Regions from separate parts of the Mus musculus genome. Here all the other regions are linked to region 2. Evidence: chromatin contacts called from public Hi-C and promoter capture Hi-C data. All regions are on one chromosome and are shown on one strand. Each heading gives the region's core, a stretch centred on a gene start, on an enhancer-like site or on the middle of the called end of the contact. The rest is flanking DNA. Distances are from core to core; before and after follow the strand shown. Region 1 overlaps Msi2 (musashi RNA-binding protein 2). Region 2 holds the start of Ccdc182 (coiled-coil domain containing 182). Region 3 overlaps Msi2 (musashi RNA-binding protein 2). Region 4 holds the start of Vezf1 (vascular endothelial zinc finger 1).

Evidence for each region. Promoter capture Hi-C pulls out the DNA fragments that hold promoters and counts their contacts. A called contact is a pair of places that touch in the nucleus more often than the background predicts.
Region 1: a promoter capture Hi-C map of embryonic stem cells shows a contact between it and region 2, with 2.9 times the contacts expected there. The contact joins the enhancer-like site here to the promoter of Ccdc182 in region 2. A contact is called at or near these places in 11 of 39 promoter capture datasets (the 3T3-L1 cell line, the HPC-7 cell line, cranial neural crest and 6 more), 6 of 484 Hi-C or Micro-C datasets (the C3H10T1/2 cell line, the HL-1 cell line, cerebellum and 3 more), 4 of 115 datasets of contacts at active chromatin or transcription factors (embryonic midbrain, extraembryonic endoderm stem cells, forebrain and 1 more) and 1 of 9 other capture datasets (adipose tissue).
Region 3: a Hi-C map of nephron progenitors shows a contact between it and region 2, with 2.9 times the contacts expected there. The contact joins the enhancer-like site here to the promoter of Ccdc182 in region 2. A contact is called at or near these places in 5 of 39 promoter capture datasets (the 3T3-L1 cell line, the HPC-7 cell line, cranial neural crest and 2 more), 3 of 484 Hi-C or Micro-C datasets (the HL-1 cell line, the N1E-115 cell line and nephron progenitors), 1 of 115 datasets of contacts at active chromatin or transcription factors (neural tube) and 3 of 9 other capture datasets (adipose tissue, liver and pancreatic islet).
Region 4: a contact with region 2 is called in a promoter capture Hi-C map of stem cell-derived epiblast-like cells, with 4 times the contacts expected there. The contact joins the promoter of Vezf1 here to the promoter of Ccdc182 in region 2. A contact is called at or near these places in 3 of 39 promoter capture datasets (the 3T3-L1 cell line, embryonic stem cells and stem cell-derived epiblast-like cells), 1 of 484 Hi-C or Micro-C datasets (embryonic stem cells), 1 of 115 datasets of contacts at active chromatin or transcription factors (pancreatic cancer cells) and 1 of 9 other capture datasets (adipose tissue).

Annotation. Positions count from the first base shown.
Region 1 is chr11:88,531,596-88,536,353 of GRCm38.p6, forward strand. All of the region lies in intron 6 of Msi2 (musashi RNA-binding protein 2), which reads right to left. Among named protein-coding and RNA genes, the nearest start is that of 0610039H22Rik, 85 kb to the right of the region's middle. Within about 2 kb of position 2,891, at least 28 of the 459 cell types and tissues checked have an H3K27ac peak or open chromatin away from gene starts, as enhancers often do. A contact at or near this core is called in embryonic stem cells, extraembryonic endoderm stem cells and stem cell-derived epiblast-like cells, where this site is marked.
Region 2 is chr11:88,291,598-88,296,586 of GRCm38.p6, forward strand. It overlaps Ccdc182 (coiled-coil domain containing 182), which reads left to right and starts at 2,446. Exons shown (of 1, transcript NM_028859.1): 1 at 2,446-3,664. The coding sequence starts at 2,499. The coding sequence ends at 2,957.
Region 3 is chr11:88,456,729-88,461,826 of GRCm38.p6, forward strand. All of the region lies in intron 7 of Msi2 (musashi RNA-binding protein 2), which reads right to left. Among named protein-coding and RNA genes, the nearest start is that of Mir378b, 110 kb to the left of the region's middle. Within about 2 kb of position 3,808, at least 29 of the 459 cell types and tissues checked have an H3K27ac peak or open chromatin away from gene starts, as enhancers often do. A contact at or near this core is called in the N1E-115 cell line and nephron progenitors, where this site is marked.
Region 4 is chr11:88,066,852-88,071,760 of GRCm38.p6, forward strand. Vezf1 (vascular endothelial zinc finger 1) reads left to right here and starts at 1,428. Exons shown (of 6, transcript NM_016686.4): 1 at 1,428-1,582. The coding sequence starts at 1,550.

The sequences.
Region 1 (4,758 bases), core at 1,641-4,140, 240 kb after region 2:
TGGTCATCTTGATACAAATTGGGTCATCTTGGCAGAAGACTGGCCTGTAGGCAAGTCTATGGAAGTATTTTCTTCATTAACGATTGATATGGGAGGGCCCAGGCAACTGTGGGCATTCCACTTGTAGACAGTGGTCCTGGGAGATGGAAGGAAGGTCACTGAAAATGAGCTTCAAGAGCAAGCCAGTGAGTAGGACTTCTCCACGGTCTCTGCTTCAGTTCCCACCTCCAGGTCCCTGCCCCGCTGGAGTTCCTACCTCGGGTTCCCTCAACGATGGACCATGATGAGGGATGTAAACCAAGCAAACCCATTCCTCCTCAAGCTGCGTTTGGTCAGCGTTCTGTCACAGCGACTGAGCCCAAACTAGAACAGGTGTGCACTTCAAAAGCTCCATGACCAGACCCTGAAGAAACAAACCCCGAGGATCACACTATCCTACCAACTTGAAGAAACCTTTGATTGGCTGCCCTTGAGGTCTGCTCAACTCTTCTCTGTCTTTGAGCCTTTAGTGTGACAGGACTCTGGGGCCAAGAGAGTACTCCAGGGTTTAAAAAAAAAATCTTAACCCTTTCCTCATTGCCAATCACAGTCATGCACACTCATCAACTAAAACCTACTCGGCAGACCATGGACTCTGTACCTTCGTCATCTGTGTCTAAGTGTAATGGAAAAAATTGACTGTTTGCCTGGTGCAATAGGGCATGACACTGTTTACACAGAAATAATAGCCCAACTGTGATGGGTTCTAAATCTCCATTACAGTGAAAGATTTGAAAGAGTAAAGCAGTTAGAAAAATAATTGGTTTTCTTGTTTAGTTTAAAAATCCTTTATGCTTACAGATCATAGACCTCGCACGTCTCCCTTCTTAGCGGCTTTAAAATAAGAAAAGAGCCAGAGCTGGGAGCCAAGGCAGGGACCTAAACGTCTGTCTTTCTGGCAGACTCCTCGAAGGAGACAAGGCCAGAGCTGTTCTGGATTTCAGAGCATAAAGAGGGTTCTTGACACCCACCAAGTTCTCCTTAGACAGCGACCAACTTTGTACATTATACAATGTGTACTATATAAGGTCTATTTCCGCCTCCAAGACAGAAACAAAGGGAGAGCTAGTCCTGGGCAGCCATGTTGAAGGGTCACGGAAAGCCAGTTTTCAAGGATGAAGAAATCACCAGAAGGTCATTTACAGAAACAAAACACGAAGTGGTCTGGTGTCTCTAGGAGACATGGTGAGCTATGGACTCCTCTCAGGTCACCATCTACGGTCTGGGCAGACCGTGCCAACCTCAGCTGTGCTACCCAGAACCAGCATGGAGGCGTGCAAAGTGCTCAGACCAGGCTTTGAGACCTTTGTCAGGCCACCTCATTTGTCACCAAACAAGCGTCATCTTAGGAGCCTGAGAGTCCTCACCCTTTCCCTAGGAGCCTTCCCTCTCCCACCTGTGCTAATGATAAATGGTCCCCAGCTGCAGAGATGGGGGATGCGTTTCTAAGGAACATCATGTATTGAACTCACAGCATCCTCAAGCACACACCCTCTCAACTCACCTGAAATCACACAAGGCCTCTGGTGTCAACCCATAGTCCCCTTCCCATCCTCTCAGTATGGAGCAGTTGCTAAGCTAGGAGACCAGGGCAGAAGGGAGGTGACCTTTATTGACTAGGGCCACCACCCAAAATGCCTTCATCCACCCTTCTATCTAGACATCTGTCCTTCCTTCTTTTTTTTTTTTTAAAGATTAATTTATTTTTTATTATATGTAAGTACACTGTAGCTATCTTCAGACACACCAGAAGAGGGAGTCAGATCTCGTTACGGATGGTTGTGAGCCACCATGTGGTTGCAGGGATTTGAACTCAGGACCTTCAGAAGAGCAGTCGGGTGCTCTTACCTGTTGAGCCATCTCACCAGCCCCCTGCCCTTCCTTCTACTCTTACATCAATACACTTCTCTCTTTCACTCACCCAATACTTGTGCAGGCTCTATCAACCAGCCACAATCACCTTTCCCTTGGCCAGCCATATCCTGCCTCCAGGACTTCTGGGGAATGCAGAAATGCACTCACATTTCACAGTTCTTCCTAGAGGTTGATGCCTGAAGTTTTCCATATACAGACTCCATTGCAGTCAGAGGCCTAACCACACCTCTCCCTTCTCAAGGTGAGCAGGGTGAGCCTGGTGGCCCTGTCCTAGCTGAGGAAGTTTCTAGAAGTAAATGTGCAACAGGCCCCACCCACGTCTAAGCTACCAGTGCCTTCTGCCCAGAAGGTAAGGGGTTCCTCTAAAAGGAGCGAATAGGAAGAAAAGTCACAGACAAGAGAGCAGGGACGTGGAACTCAGATGAAGGTAACAGACCTCAAGTCGGTCTGACTTAAGACAAGCATCTAAAATAGGACTTTCATTTGAAAGTTGGACCTAAATGTTGCCAACAGCAACCAAAAAAAAAAAATCAATAAAGAAAAGAGGGGATGAGAACATAGTGAAAAATGTAGGCACTTATGAGTTCAAGACCCTGTGGGACACTCCTGAATATTTTAAATATCATGGGGGGAGAGGGGGACAGTCTCCCCCTACTTTAAACCAAGCAAAGGAGTCTCTTTCTAGTGTGCAAATCCTTTGAGGCAATTCTTTAAATTATTTACCAGCTTTTTGATTATATTTTATGGATGGGGGGGTGGGGTGGGGGCATGGGGAGGGAGGTGGGAGGGAAAGAGGATCTAGGTAAGAAGTAAGTAGGAAGGGGAAAAAAAACCTGCTGCTGACATTTTCAATATCTGCCTGGAATATTTTAAAGCCTCCTGGCTGTTTGAAATCTCAGTCTCTGGCAACAATGGCCCGCTGCCTCCCGGACTTCTTTAGGTCATATTTGCATACAAAAGAGCGGCTGCTGGGAGGCCATTATGCCGCTCAGCCACAGCGGGCCTGGGAGAGGCCGGGTTACCAGCGAGTGGGAAGAACCCACAGAGACCCCATTAATTTTTCAAGAATTCTCAGGCCCTGGTCTTTTAAAGGCCAGTGGGGAGAAATTCCTGTTTGAAGCCTCCCCACAGCGGCTGCCACTAAATGTTGGGTCCAAATTGAGAAATGAAGAGTGACAGGGTCCCTTGCCCAATTAGAGAGGGACTCCTGGCCCCGATGGCCACAGAGAATAGCACCTTCGCCCAGTGTGGAGTGTGGTGCACTGGGGACAGGCTCCCCACCATGTGCACCCAAGTCTCCCTCCAAGGTCCAATTTCGAGAAATTTATTCCAGTTGTAAGCCATTAGGTGGCAATTTTTCAAATCAACCTTATGATTCCCAAAGCCATCAAAGCACTTGCTGCCTAATAGACCCTGGAAACCTTCTCCCGGCTCAGAGCTGAGCGAATGGTCTCTAAAAGCAGACCGTAATAAAGCTGTATGTTCTTCAGCCTTCTTGGAGGCTTAAAGAAACTGATGCACGGCTAAGGACACCCCAGTTTCAGGCTGCTCAGAGGGCCACAAACTTGAGAAGACTGAGGTTGTGGGGTGGGGATAGGAGTCCAGGAGGCAGCCAGGGAGGGGACCTAGCTTAACTGAGCCCAACTCAGTTCAGCTCCTCCACCGGGATGCTCTGGTAGCCTAGGTAGGCTCTGCAGCCTCTGCAAAGACAGGCCAGAGAAGGTAGCTGTCTCACACTGAGCTGCAGTCTCCTCCATGCCCATCTGCCTGTCTTCCACTGGATCTGGGGAGAGCCCAAATTCAATAAGGACAACTAGTCTTATCGTAGTAGAACACCAAAGCAGCCTCTGAGGAAACCAGGACAATGGCCCACCTCCTCACTAAAGAAAGGAGCCCAGGAGGGGGAACTGTCTCTGTGTTTTGTGTTTTGTTTCTGTGTGTGTTTGAGGCTTGGTCTCATAGCACTGGGGTTTGAACTCAGGACCTCACTCAAGCAAAGGCTCTACTCTACTGCTGAGCTACAGCCCCGCCCTGGATCTCTGCTTTTGAGACTGGTGTCTGGGATCTGTTGGCTCGTGTCCCTATAAAATGCTTCCTCTGCATCTTCGCTTAGGTTTCAGAAGCAGTCCTTCACTGTACTACGTGGAAAGACGACAGCAGCAGAACAGGCAGTAGCTTTATGTTTAAAACTATTCCTGGAGGCTCCATCAAAAAAGGGATACACTCAGGTAGTCTAAGTCAGGGCAGTGGAGACGGGGACAGTAGGGATAAAATAGAAATTGCCAGCAGGAAGCAAGGAGACACCATTTAACAAGAGGGTTCAAGACATTGTCACACTGTCATGTTAGGGACAGGATCACAGGCTCTGTCTTGCCTGACAATGGATCCCTGTTCTCTTTTACATTCACTCTTTCTCTCTCTTCCCTCCCTCCCTCTTCCCCCCACTCCCCTCTTTGCTAAGGATGAACCCCCTGTGGCCTGCTGGGGTACAAAAGAGTTCTACCACTACCAGTGAACCACAGTCCCAGCCAGCCAAGCAATGTTTTCCACTCAGAACTAAGGACTTTCTGGCAAGATCCATCATCTTCTTGTCAAGCGGAAGCCGGAGGTCCTTTGAAAGCTGCCCTCTGGACCCATATCCAGAAAGAGAAAAGAAAGAAACAGAAACACACTGGCCTACCACGAACCGCCAGGCCTTCTATGAGTGTGTACCAAGGAGCACCAGCTAGGAAGTGACATGTACCGGTGACAAATTACATCTTCCTCGTATCATTCCTCAGAGAAACACATTTAGCTATGTTTAGTCTCTCTGATCTTCTTTTTTTAGGGCATGACACTTCCAAA
Region 2 (4,989 bases), core at 1,196-3,695:
TGTGACTTTTGCCATCCCCTGTGTGAAACAAAGTGGCAGAAAATGAGAGACAGGAAGGGAGAGGCCGGAAGCGGGGGAGAGACAGCAGAGGAGGAGACCAGAAGAGACACACCATTTCGTTCTCTCTTCTACCAATCTGGGAAATATTTATTGATGGAGAACCCAACAGGCACAAGGCCCTAGTTAAATACCCCACAGACCCCAAGCTGCTCCCTTCTGCTCCCCATCCCCACCCACTCTTAGGTGGAATTCCCAGGCTGCGGTTTCTCTGAAGGCCAGTAGGTGTCAATGTGTCAGCAGAAAAGCTAGGGGTGCCTGGCATTTGAGAGCCACCTATGAACCGAAATTCCATTTCTTCTGAGTACCACTGTTTGTGGGGCAGCAGGCAGGACACTTGAGGGTAAACAGGTTAAGGGACTCAAAAATCTCTGTTTGCCAGAGTTTACCGTGCCTAAGCAGATGGTAGACCCAGGTAACAGTTATAAGAGACAGAAGGAAGAGAATTGGGGGGAAGGGGTATGGAAGGCCTCGTGGGCCCATCTCTCATGTCACAGTTGGGGGGGGCGGCTCAGCAAGGGAAGACAACTGATGTAGGGCCACACAGCAGTTCCCGACTCCAGCTTTCCTGGCTCCTAGAAAAGTAACCACTTTTTCCATTCAACATTCCTTCTCAGTAAATGGAGTTTCTTGCAATTCAGAATTTCACCTCCATTTAGCTACAACTGTCCCTGCAATATGCCCCCTTCTGATGACTACTTGAGGCCACTAGCTAGTCAATGTCTCAGAGAAGGCAGCAGCCCTTATCATGGGCCCTGTTGTGCTAGAGTTGACTTATCCAGGCTCAGGATGGTTCTTCACTTCTGGGAGAGAGCAAGTTGGGAGCTTGAAGCTAACCTTGCTGGGAGTGTTTACACGATGGAAATCGGCAGCAGCTGCCCATCAGAGAGATTTTCTCTCCCAGGGACCTGTGTACTACAGCTCTCAGAAATGCAGAGAAGAAAACAGGGTCTCTAGGGGGAAAGGTGATCTACCAGTGAGACCTTGCTTCTAAGTGGTGAAGCCTGGACTCCAGTGCGGGAAGGTGGGTGATAGGCTGCTCAGAGATAAGAGACCTAACAACAGCCTTCGAGGTCACTTGGAAGTGGCAGAGTCTAGTTTAACCCCCGGGAGCTTACTCTGTGCTGTTCCACAGTGACAAAATAAAATATCAGAGGCTGAGAGATCTACAAAACAACAAAAACATTTGTTTCCCTGTAATTCTGTAATCCCAGAAGCTGGCAAGTCTAAAATCAGGGAGCTGGTGTCTGGTGAGGACTCTCATGCTATGCCTTCCCATGTGGAAGAAAGGCAAAGGTGGCAAGAGAAACAGAAAAGGGGTCAAGCAGAGATGATTACGGTAATGAACCCCATTCTAGAGATGACACCATCCATCTGATATGCTCTGCCTTCAAAAGCCCCTCACTTCTCAACGCTGATAGGATGTCAGTTTCAACATGAGGTGGGAAGGAGACAGACATTTAAAACTTGGCACTAGATGCTGCTGTGGCTGCTGTCCCAGGAAGGGTCATTGGTAGGATAGGAGAGCAGGAACCAGTTTGAAGAGGTAATTTATCTAGCTCTAGATGGATTGGCTTCAAGGTCGGTTGTTGGGGGGGGCGTTTATGTTTGGAGTCCCAGTGGGAGGTCTGGGCAAGAGACTGCAATATACAAAGGCAGAGTTTTGGACTGAGCCACATGTGGCTAGGAACATTTGCCTCTGTTAGAGTAACCAGGCAAAACCACACGATTTACCCGTATCCACAGACTCCTATCTGCCACCATCCAGGAACGTTGGGAAACATTACTTACACTCATTCCCTAGCTCCAGAATCCGGCAAGCACCCGGGAAGTTTTAACTGAATGAATATGAACGGCTCACTTTTATCCCTCGGGCATTTCTGTGAACCACCCTTTAAGAGCACACACATTTATCACAGTAAGTCGATCACCTATGCATTCTGGCATCATCTGGCCATTGCGGGAATATGGATATGGGATGGGATTACTCCTCTAGCATCTTGCACCATCATTTCTAAGAATGCCTTTGTCCTATTGGTGAGCCCGAGGAAGCCCAGACACCAGGCCGTGAAATCAGCTGTGCTCCTTATGGGGTAGGAGACTGCTCGGTCTTGGCAGCCTGTGAACCTGACCTGGCTTGCCTTGACTTAGCCAGTTTTCTCCACTCCCTCAGATTTGCCCTCGGGGTTAAAGGAACGCTTGAACGCCAGTTCTGACTGGGTGACCGATTAATGAAAAGCCTCATTTCAGGAGACTTGGGAAGCGCAGTAAATCTGTAGGTTACCAACAATATGCAAAATAGTGAACTGGGGGTTTTCTTTCTGATTGGCTGAAGGGTCGTGATGTCACAATGAGATGGGTCCAACGACTTCAAGTGATAGTGTTTCTAGCTCCCAAATCTCTGACTCAGTTTCTTGGCTTCCTCTCTGCAGAAGGAGATAATGGAAGCCCTCTTTCAGGCAGGGTCCATTCTTATGAAGGTGAATACCTTACAGGGCAAGAAGATGGTGGAAAGCGGGCTCCAGTCTGGGGACCTTTCCCTGTCTCAGTCATGGCCCTCCTACCTCCCTCTGCCGGCCGACTTGGAGATCCTACAGCAGAAGGTGGCCGGGGTACAAAGGGAGTTGGAGGACTTCAAGGAGGAGGCACTGAAGGCCATCCGTTACTTGGAGGACGCCTTCTGCCAGATGAGTGGCGTCCTGGCACAGCAGGAGGAGCAGGCGGCGCGAGTGAAGCAGCGGCTGAGGGAGGAGGAGGACCGAGGCATCGTCCGCAACAAGGTCCTCACCTTCCTCCTGCCCCGGGAGAAGCAGCTTCGTGAACACTGCCAGCGGTTGGAGAACATGTTGGTCAGGAGCCACAACCCGCTGCGAGCCATCAGGAAGAGCCAGGCGGACTGAGCGGCCCGCGCCCGAGTGTGCGCCCGAGCTGGCGGGCAAGATTGTTTTTTAATGGAAGGACAAACGCTAAGTCCCCATTTATTCCCCTTGCCCCATTTTTATTGCTTTCCTGCTACCAAAATAACACCATGCAGAGAGGCAAAAAAGACCTCAATATGGTTTTCGGGTGAAGTTCCGTTTATCCAGCCTCGTCAAGGAAGGAGGCCCCAGACACTATGTCAGACCTGTAACCATCCCCTCGAACTGTTTCCCGTTTGTAATGGTACGGTTGCTTGGATGTAGGGGCATTTTTCTTGAGTATTCTTAAACTGGTTGTGTTGAACAGATTTAACCTTTCTTTTAATGACTCCAGGCTTTCGTGATTTATCACTTCACAATTGGTTTCCTGAGACCTGTCAGTGTGTGTTCTATACCGAGACAGGTTGGGGGCTTAGTGAGAGAGAGGGCTTGCCCGCATCCTGAACTGGACTCAGACGGCCGGCTTTGTGTAATTCCTGACCTCGCCGTTTCAGTCTGCTTGCATAGTTGGACTATTGGTCCTCTCTTTTCCTTACTGCTTTGGTTCAACTCTGCTTCCTCTCCATTTACCCCGAAGACAGGCTGCTCCGTGGGGTGAACCTTGTTAGGTTTCTGATGGTGGAACTCTCGGCTCGCCACTGCACTCAAGGTGACATCTATAAGTTCGCACAATAAAACAGTGAAACTGACACCTTTATTTGACTCTCTGAACAGTAGTTGCTAGGGTGTCTGGCCATGTATCAAACAATGCTCTCCCCCCCCCCCATTACTGCCTGCCCCCACAGGTATCTCCTGAGGGCAGGACAGCACTTTTCAAATAGTCAACTAACCAGCAAACCCCAAACACTCTCTTATGTGCTCTCTCTGTGTTAACAAATGGCTAGTGCTCCAAGCCCAGGCCCCGAGTGTGTAATCATTTACAGTCTTGCAGGCTCACAATCCCCTGAACCAATCAGACTGTTTTTGGACTGGCTCCTTCTGGGGTACTGGAACAATCACTTGCGTGTCTCGAGGCCATTAACAGTCACTGTGACTTGTGTTTACAATCAGCCCTGGGTTCACCGATTCATATATTATTTCTCCGGCCCCTCCCAAAGGCTGCCACACATCAAGTCTTTGGGGTCTGGTGGCCAGAGGCGACACTGAGCAGTTGGGTGTCTCTAGTCCAGGGTTTGCAACCTGGTGAGTGCCCTCTGACCTTCGGGTGCAGTCTTGTTCATTCTCCTCCTCTATTCAAATATTTGGGTCCCCTTGAGTCGGCCTCTGCCAAAGGACCTTGCGACCCTTGGCTAAGCACAATATCCAGCTATCAACCGTCTTCCTAGAAGGGCTGTATCTCTGCTCTAACTATAGGCAGCTTCTCCTCTACTTTAGCTGATGTAGCAACTGAGTTCAATCAGCAACAGTAGTATTGATAATCCCACGATAGCTGAGAGTCATCAGGCCTGGTATATGCTGCCACATACTTCACCTCAGCATCATGAGGACTTAGGCTGAGTAACTTGCCCAAGATCAAAGCTGGCTGACTGGGGATCTGAACCTAGCACTAGCTAGCTCTTTTAGAGCCTGTGCTCTTAGCTGTCCTGGAGAGTTCTGGAAAGCTTTATGGGTTTCTGATAAATGCCCCTTAGTGTAGGTGAAACGTTGCTGAAATTGCTGAGGTTAGCTCTGGAAGAAGGGAGTGTTTCTTAGAGGAGAGTCCCAGACCACTAAACCCTGGAAAGAGACAGAAGACAGACAGACAGACAGACAGACAGACAGACACACACACACACACACACACACACACACACACACACACAGAACTAGGAAGGTTATTAGAGGTCTACCCTATCTATGTAGAGGAAACAGGATCTAAAGGCATTCACTCGAAAGGAGAGGACTCTAGTCTCCCACAGTACAGCCTGTGGTGTACTTGCTGAGGAGACATGGTGTGTGTGTGTGTGTGTGTGTGTGTGTGTGTGTGTGTGTGTGTGTGTGTGTGCGGGGGGGGGGTAGGAGTGGGTTGAGAGGA
Region 3 (5,098 bases), core at 2,558-5,057, 170 kb after region 2:
AAAAAAAAAAAAACCCAAAAAACAGACAAACTACCTATAAATCACTGAGACCTCTTTACTATTTTGGGGGAGGGGGATGAGTTAAGAGTTCTTTCAAAGACCAGTATCAGCCAGTTCCAAATTTGGAACAGCTTGGTTCTCCTATACCACCAATCCTACAACCATGTGGTCTCTGAGATGTTTCCACCGATGTCCCACCTGGTTCCTAAAGCAATCCGATACCTCCTGTGCTTACAAATGAATAAAACAGGGCAATCAAACAAACCAAAGCTAGGAAAAATCAATGATCACAGAAAGAAGAGGCAGTAGGTATCAACGAGTCAGGTCTGAGTGGCAGGGTGAGAGGTCAAAGGTCAGGGAGGCTAAAAACCAGTCACCCTTTGGTTGTAGAGAAACTTCAAAGACCAGGTTTCTGTCTGAACATGAGGAAACTCACCTGACTGTCCGAGATGGGAAGCTGTTTTTGGAAATAGAATTTAGACTCCTATACTCAAGGAAGCCCCTCAGTCTGGACCCTTCAGACAAAAGAGGCCAAACACTTCAGATGGGCGACTCCTGGCTTGTCACTTCCGGTCTGGATATACCAGGGCAGCGAGGGAGTCTGGGTTAGGATGCAAATTCAGCTCCCGGGACCCTTGTAGAATGGACTTAGGAATTACAGGCCAGTGAACATGACTCTGAACTTAATTAAGCAGCGGCAACTCCCTATGAGCTGTGTGGGTTATTCTGTGTCACAGACAATAAAAATCTCAAGGGCTGGTGGTTCAGTGAGGCTGGAAATATGTGCCGTGACATACAGACAGTCATGTGCCTGGGTCCTGTGGAGCTAGGTCATAGGATGCTAGGCCTCTCTGTTGTAACATGAGGATGTCGGATGCTCTGGGCAGTGAGGACGGGAGCCAGCACTTCTGGTGAGATGCTGGCCTGGCCGTGGTGACAGGGGCGAGGTGGGACCTGGAGGAAACAGCTCCTGCCTGATCTTCTTCCTCTCAGGAGCATTTAGCATGAACATCTGTCCTGAGCCCTAGCTGGAGAGCCTACTGTTTCCAGCCTTGCATCTGCATCTTGTAAAGGTCTCCACCTTCGGAGCCCAGTGGAAGTCCCTGACACTATCAGACATCTTGTTATTAACATCATAATCTTGTTCCTGAAAGCTATGTGGGAAGCATCAGTAGGGGCAAGGGAGGAAGGTAGAGATGACCACATGTGTGTGAATACCTGGTGGGTGCATCAAGAGTCAAGACACTGAGCATCCGCCAGGGCTGCCGATGTCTATCTACTCTTGGCTGAAAGTCGGCTTCCAACTCAGCAGTGGCCTCCCCTTAGGCTACCACTAATGTGCCCCCATCTACGGGCTCTCTACATCCCTCTATTCCCTCTTCCAGAGACTGCATGAGGCTCAGAGTACACCCCCAGTCCACAGCCTACCAACATCTCCCATCGGCATGCAGTGTGATAGGAAGGGGAGCCCTTGCTTATTTGCTCAGTTTACAAGTTTTGGTTTAACAGGAGAATGTCACCTGAACCAGGTGAGTGGTGCGTGGTTACAATCCTTGCATTTAGAAGGCCAAGTCAAGAGGACTGCTATAAGTTCAAGGTCAGCATGGGTTACATAATGAGATCCTGTGCGTTGTGTATGTATAAGAGAGACAAGAGACGGCAGAGAAAGAGAGACACAGAGTTGGGAAGTGGGAACATAATGCCAAGGCTGAAGCAAGAGGATCGTTAAGTTCAAGGCCCACCTAGGCAACTTAATGAGACACCCCCCACCCTAAAAATGAAATGATGGAAAAAAGATAAGGCTCACTGGTACAGTGCTTGCCTGCCATGCAGGAGGTCTTGAGTTTAATCCCTAGTGCAATACAGGGACAATGGGTATGGAGAGAAGGAGGAAAACAGAAAGGCAGAAATAAAGAGGAGAGGGGGACTTGACAGGAGGCAGAGGGCTCTGTGTGTGTGTGTGCGCGCGCGAGTGTGCACATGTGTATCAGCCTTGCAAACTGCAGCCCTGTTCTGAGCTCTCCAGCAAGAGCGAATCTGCCCTGTGTGGCTGTTCCTGCTGGGTGGAAAATTCCCACCAATGGCCAGCTAGGCTTCAGATTCGAGACAAAGAGGCAAGAAGGGTAGGAAGAAGGAACAGAGAGTTCAGCTGGGTTTTGGCCCTCGTTGAGCTGTGTTTATAGTTACTTCAGGAAAAGGCAAAAAGAGGCACACGATTCAAAAAAAATTAAAGGAAGAAAACAAACCAATTTCCTGCCCTGGGACCCCAAGAGACTTCAAACATGGCTTCCCTAGACTCCATGAGAACACAAGTATGTGGGTCACAGGCATACCCCCTGGAGCCCCATGTGGACCTGCTTTTCTCATACTAAGGACACCTGCACTTGTAGGGTTCTGAAGGTGGCTGTGACTTTACCCTCCCTAGGTTGCTGCTGTGCCCTTTGCCAGTCGATGTCCTTTGCTGCCAGCCAGACACCCAATCCCACTCTGAGCTTAGTCTAGAGGCTCCACCCTCGCCTCCAGGGCTCTCAAGATGCTCCTGGATCGGGGATCTGGGATTGGGAATTGGGGATCTGGGATTGGGGATTGGCTCCCAGTCCTGGTGGGATCTCTAGCTGGCTTAGCAGAGTTGTGTTTACCAAGTAAGGCCACTGATGGAGTGGGCCAGCAGGGTTAGCCTAACCTCCCAGATGTGGCCCTGGCCAGGTCAGAAGCTGTCCCTCCCTGCTCAGGTGTCAAGGTTTCAAACACTGAGAAGGCAAAGCCAAGCTCTTCCTGAGTCTCCTCAGTTAGAGTTTCCGCCTACTTCAAGACCACTTTTAAATTCCTCCCTCCATTCTGTAGGGCCTCCTTGTTAGCTAACCTCAAGGCCAACTGTAGGGGACTGACTCCTCCAAGCACATAAGCCCATCATGGGGGTCCAGAATTGACCAACCATCCAGTGGGATTGCTTGGTTCCTACTTAGTCTCCAGCTCACACTTAGCTAAGTGACCTAACTTCTCCGAGTATCAATCATCTTATATATATAAAAAAAGGAATGGTAGACTGTGGATATTAATTTCGGAATGTACCCAGTCTGTCTTTCTCTCTTTCTCTTGAAGATAAAGGCAGATGATTTTACAGCTGAGGAGGTGAGGCCAAAAGGAGGGCCAGGTGCTGCTCTAATGAAGCTATGGCAGTGAGGAACAATCAGAAATGGAGGCAGAATTTGATCCCTTCTCCATAGACACAATCAAGACCTAAACTGCCTACCCTGCAGTGGGCACCGCGCGAGACAACCTATTTGTGGCAAAGCAGACACCAGCTTCTTTTCTCTGACCAGAAACACCCCTAGGGTAGGAAGCAGGCACATGTAACGGGCCAAGTCTCAGGCAGAGCCATGCGCAATTAGGCACTTAATATATGCTCTGTAACAGCTCTGTCTTTGACCAAGTCCAAAGCTGGGGGGTCTCTGCGTGGGCACACACTTCCAGGGCTGGAGGGAATTATCTACCGTGAAGTCCAAACAGCATTTTAGTGGGAGATTATTTTCTTTTAAGCAACCGTAGGAAGTAGGAGAAATGAGGTGCACACACATGGATGCCTTCATGTCAACACGCTGCTCATTAGAGTGCTCTTCTTCCCCCGGGTTACACTGAAGAATCTTTTAGAAGGTCAGATGGCCGTGAGACCCAGGAAACAGAGACCGTGACTTCCTGCTGAAGTGGAGTCTGAGAGCATTTTTCTCCCTGCCAGCCCCTCATGTTCCTCTCAACTTATTGGGCCCTGGTGTTTACAGCTCACTACACCACAAATCTTTATTTCCCGTCACCCACTGGCCCAAGCTGTCCCCACTCCCCGTTTCTCCCAGACAAGTTAATAAGACGGAAGGCTCCCTAGAGGCCTGGAGCCGGCGAGCATTATCACTTGGAAGCGAGGCAGAAATCCTGACACACGGAAATGACTTCAAGCCTATTAATTACCCTTTCTTCTTTGGCAGATCTTTTGAAAGAAAGCTTGACAAATTGAAAGGAAGGCTAGGACCGCCTCTCCGCCCCAATTAGGCCCCTACTCCCACCCTGTAACACAAATCAGATTTCTGCTCTCTCTAAAAACAAAAACAAAAACGAAAACCACCAATTTCTCACACTGGTACCTACCCCAGGTCTGCCCTCTGTGGTCCACATGAGCCCCTCTTTACAGTAAAGACCTTGAAGTTGGAGACCCTCGGGAGATGAAAGAAGACTGGTGTGGACAGGGCTTTGGTCTCCCCAGGACCTTTACTGCCTGTGGAGCCCTCTGAACCCTTGGAGGAAGGATGAGACCAAGCACAGTAATAGAGATGCAGCCATGAGCCCTGGACTTGTTTTCTCTGCAACTTCGGTAACACTTCTGGGCTCTGGATGCAGTGCCCAGTGTCCAGTAATCCCCAGGACAAGCTGCAAAAGACACACCCAGGGAACTCTGGGAGCTAGAAGAAGTGAAGGGCTTGGGGAACCAAGTGAGCCCCACATTTCCCTGTTATACTGTTTTCTACACCGATAATGACTCCATTCCAAGTTTGCCTGAGATAGCCCCTTCCTTAGGTAAAACTGAGGGGCTTATTGTAATTCTAGCATAGCCATCTATCTATGAAACACCACATGGATTCCATGGGCGCTTCAAGCAGAACAATAGATTTTCTTCTTAAAATCTATTCCACCTACCAAATTTACCAATGACACCATGCCCGCAGTTGCCAAGAGTCCATAGTCTGAGCAGTAACTCCCCAATCTAGTCTATTGTAATATTTGGTCTTGTCTCTGAATTTGGATTCTAGTCCCCTCCCCCCTCCCCCCCCCCCCGGGCCTCTCTGGCCTTCCACTGGAGCTCTGCAATGGTGGCCAACAGTCCTCCCCATATCCCATCATGCACCTGGACCTTCCTGTTCAGTTAGGGCCAGTGGTGCCATTTGAGAGCAGAAACATAAGCCTGGCCCAGTTCACCTTCTTTTCATGATCTAACCTGTCCCCTTCTTTCATGTTTATTGCTCTCATCTAAGCCTCTGGCTCTCTCTCTCCCTGTGCTAACAGTATGCCAAGACCTTGCCAATTCACCTCCTTGGAATGCCTTTCCCAT
Region 4 (4,909 bases), core at 178-2,677, 230 kb before region 2:
GAGTGGGAGGGAAATATATTTGTTTAATGGTTGGAAAAACATCAAATTACCATACCTCTTCAGTTTCTATTCCCATAGAATTTTGCAACTATGGTTTTTGAATCAGTCATTCATATATATATGAATATGATATATATATATGCATACATACATACACACACATACATATATATGAAGTTGAAGATATGTCTTTTATTAAAACTGTCTGGAGGGGATAAGAGTCAGTTTGAAATATGTTGAAGTTCTGAAATAATGTGCACATCTGAGGAGTTGGTTTTATTTTTTAACATTTTATAAAAATATCATAGATGGAGCCTGCCCCCTCATTTCCCCACCACAGATTCTTTGGACTAGATATATGTTTAATAATAGCTTGTCTCTGATATTCACAGTAGCTACCTCTATGTGAGGAAAGGATAGAAAACATTCAAGACATCATATGGGCTTACGATCTACAGATTCCAACCAGTAGCAGTGGCTGACTCCTACACAGACGACTGGGAACTGCAAACAGGCTGGGGTCACCTCAGTGACATCTGACGCTGTCCAACCAGAAGTCTGACTTGTGTGTGCGTGTGCTGCAGGAATTGAAAAATGTACTAAAAGACTAAAATATTTTGCCTCTATACTTTCTCATTCGTTTTTATTGTTTGTTTTTAATCCTGGCGGGAGAGGGGTTTTTAAGTATTTCCTGTATCTGGAATGAAAGGGAAAGATGGGAAAGCGGTCCCGTCACCCAAGAATAACCCAGTAATGACATCTGAACGCGTGGGAAGTGTTTCCCTCCACAGTAGGCGCTTCTAAGGCTGTACCCTAGTGGAATTCCCTGCTCAAATTGGAAGACCACGCAAAGGGCGATGGCAAGAGCGCTGAGTGAGGGCTTAGCTGGTCAGGAATAAAAATACCCGAGGGTAGGGGACACTAGAAGCTAGCATCCTAGTTCGTAGGTGGAAGCTGTGATGTGCTTGACCGATTGAACAGCCAGGTGACCAACCGAAGCCCTGACTGCCGCTGGGGGTATGAGAGGGACGCGACGCCGCCGGGTACCAAGGCAGAGTCACGAGAGGCAGCCCAGCTGTGCCCAGCGGGCCAGCGCCAGACCCTGGCGTCCTCCATCTTCTCTCCTGCGCTCCCCCTGCTCCAGCTGCCTGAGCCACGGACCGCAGCATCACACACCCCCGCGGGGGGGGACGCCGCACCCCATCCCCGCCCCCGGCCCCACCCCAGCCCCCGCGCGGGCTCCCTGACCCCACCGCCCGCGGGCACTGGCTGAGCTCCGAGGCGGCGCGCCGGCGGCGGGGACGCCCGGAGGGGGTCGAAGCGGCTGGGGGCGGCGGCGGCCGGGCCGGGGCTCCCCCCCCGCCCGCGCTCGCCGCCGCGGTGGTGCGTCCCGGAGGTTACCGGAAGTGGCCGCGCTCGGCGCTGCCATGTTGAGGAGCCGCCGCTGCCGCTGCCGCCGCCGCCGCCGCCGCTTTGTTGTCGCCTCCTCCGCCTGAGGAGGCTCCCCGAGCGGGGGGAGTGGGGAGGAGGGGGGTCGGCCGCCGCAGCCATGGAGGCCAACTGGACCGCGTTCCTGTTCCAGGATCTGGGGGCCCCGGGGGGGTCGGGGGGCCAGGGGGGCCGGGCCGGGCTCGGGCGGGCGGGCGCTCCTCCCCTCCCGGCTCCGCTCTCCGGCCCGGCCTTAATCCCCCTTTGTTTTTCCGCCCGCCCGCTCCGGCGGAGCCCGGCCGCCGAGGTGAAAGGAGGCGGCCTCGCGGGGTGCGGGGGAGAAGCAGGCCTCGGGGTGAACCCGGGCCCCCCCAAGCACACACGCACACACACACCCTTCCCTCCCGCCCCGAAGGGGAAGGGAGGAGGCCGGCCGCTGTCACCACCCCGCGGCCCAGAGAAAGGAGGGCGCCGGGCCGCTGTGGAGCGCGGGCCGCTCGGCCACTGCGCGCCCGAGCGGGGCCGCGCGGCGCAGCGAGGGGGTCTCCGGGTCCCGCTCCGAGTACCCATCCATCTTTCGCTTGCGCTTTTCGCGTCACCTCTCTCTTTTTGTGTGTGTGTGCTTGTGTGTTGACTTTCTGACCCTCCTCCCACATCCCGCGAATAGCGGGTATCTCTGGCTTCGCCGCCACTCCCCCTTCTCGCCGCCCCCTCGGGTGGACCCGACGGGGGGTGTTGCGAGCGTGGTTCCCCTCTGCAAACTTTTCTCCGCTCCTAGCCCAAGTCCTGGGCGAGCCCTGGCAACTGGTCCCCTCGCCTCTGTCCAGCTTCTGCGGTCCCATTGAGCTTGGGGAATCCCCGAGCCGGCGGGGCCGGGCGGGGGCGGGGAGCGGCGGGGGCCGGGACTCCTGCAGGCCCGACCTTCCCCGGAGCGTGTCTCGCTAGTCTCGCTCCGCGACCCGCTCGAACGTTCGCTCCGGCCCAGTGGGCGACGGGAAGCGGAGAGGGAGCGCAAAGTCCGCTTACAAAGCCCCTAGATGAGTCACTCATAGGGAGTATGGGGGTCTTCGCTTCTTCTTTTTTTCCTTTTGCCAGAAACTTCAAAGCTAATGTTAGCGGATACTTCAGCCATACCCTTCTCCTACCACTTTAATGCGGGACCCCTGATTGGAACTTTTTCCCCCCTCTGCTTCCTTTCTGTTTGCAAATGCATTGATGAGCAGTAGAGATAAGCACATGCAGAAACTTCAGAACTGAAGGTTAGGGAGCTAGTCGTTTTTAAAATGTGTCCTTCCCGCCTCCCTCTTTGGAGTTTTCCTAAATACTTCGTGAAATTCCAAACGCGTAGCTTGGGCGCTTGAGACCTTTGGAAATGCAGAATCTTCAAAAGATTATACTCTCCGCATCTGGTCCCATCCCGGTGGAGTTAATACGGGGAATTGGAGAATTCAAAATTACCCATTGTGTAATCTGGCTTGTCCTATTAAGACATGTTTCAAATGTGAGCATTTTTATTTTAGGTAATTATTGAAATAAATGGGCTTACTAAAGTTGGAAATTCTTAAGATTTTGCAACTCCTGAACGTCCCACTTTATCATCCTTAATCTGGTATTGATTTTATTGTGCTTTGATGAGTTTGTTAAGAAAGTGATGGTCAAAAAAAAAAAAAAAAGAAAGTGATGGTCAACTTAAGAATGGATTGGCAAAGAAGTACGGAACTAGCTGGCATGAGGGTTGGTGCAAAGACGGTAAATGCTTTCTTTAGAAAAAGCTTACTTACAAATGATCGTTTGACAGTAAAGGACTGATGAGTTTTAGACGCAGTTTAAACAATATTACATTGGGTGTCTGTAAACTCGATGGAGGTGGAACAAAGCAAGCCCCTTATGTGAAGGAGAAACCCATAGTTCATCTTTGGGAAGTTAGTTGAAAGAGCCTACAAAATACTTTTAAAAGCTATTTGAACTATTCTTTTCCCAGATAAAGCTAATGCCAGCCTATTAATTTTTTTCCACCTGATGAGGAGATGTGAAAGCTCATATTTAATCCTGGACATGCAGTGTGTGCTGTGAAAAATCTTTGAAGAGCTGTAATTTAAAGCTGAGGACAGTGAATAAAGAAGGCCCTTCGTATGGAAAGGTGGAATAGACATGCAGTTCTAGTTCTCAGAGATCCCCACCAGGGAAATGCAGAGTTAAACTCTGTGTCTGGGAGCACCATGTTGTATTTATATCTTTAAGCAAGTTTTAATAACCTGCCTGCTTACCAGATAACACGGTGGGAAGTGAAAGTGTAGCTCTTAAAATATGTGATGGGTGATTCGTACAGGACATTAGAGAGATGACTCACCGATGCTAATTTGTTTCAGTACAGAATCTTTTACCCTCTAGCAATGGAGATTTCATGGTTCCACATCCTACCACCCTGAGTGTTGAAATAACATTTCTGGTTTTGTTGTTGTTGTTTGATTGGTTCCTTGGTTTTGCTTTAGTAAGTTAGTTAGTTTGTTAGTTAGTTTGTTTGTTTGCCAGTCCCAGAGAAAGGAAATCTTGGGCAGGGTGAGAGCTGTGTACTTGCGTTAGAACATGAAATTTAAACTTTGATGTGATGATGCTAGTCAAATAAAAGCTTACTGAGAACATATATTTGAGAAATAAATCCCCTCACTGAAAGGCAGGCCATGGTTGTTATTCAGCTATCCCTCAGAGAACAAGTTGAGGAAAATTGGCTTTCTTAGCCAGTGGGGAAGTGTGGGCTCCCAGCAGTCTTCAGAGACTGATTATTCTAGTGGTTCTATAGGATTTTACTCAAGACACGGGGACCTGGGGTGGCCCTCTGAGTGAGCTCCAACAATGCTGTAAACCAGTTTGTACCGCACAAACATCTGAATTGGTGAATGACAGGAATTTCTTTTAGTATTCCATCCTACCAATGGTTGTTTAGAATTGAAAAATAGCTCAAATGTTATAAGTTTGAACTTTGTCCAGAAGATTTGCATTCCGCGGGGTCTGATCTGTTAGCCTTTGAAACTGTATATCCTGAGCTAGCTTCAGCTCTTAACTGTTTGCAGTCTGTATGGAAACTTGGGCATCCTGCCTAGCTCGAGAAAGAGTAAGCTCAGAGGCCAAATTCTGCTATCACCTGAGTGGATGGACCCCACATTCTCAGAGCTGCACAAATTAAATGGGACTGAGCTGTAATTCAGTAACCGGTTAGTAGCTACAATTTCTGAGCATCATTCTAAAGCTTGAAAGACATTTAAGTCAAAAAATTGTTAAATTCAGACTACTACCTTTAGACACCTTGCTCCTGACCTTTGGGGGAGACTGGTTCCAGGCATAGCCTCTGACCTCTCATTAAGTGAACATGTCGGGTAGATGTTCCTGACAGTCAGAGGAGGAGCTCTGTTAGCCGCCTTGGGCATTTGCTGTTTTGTTTTCTGTGTCTTTAATCAACTTAGCTAATCAAGTGACTAATCAA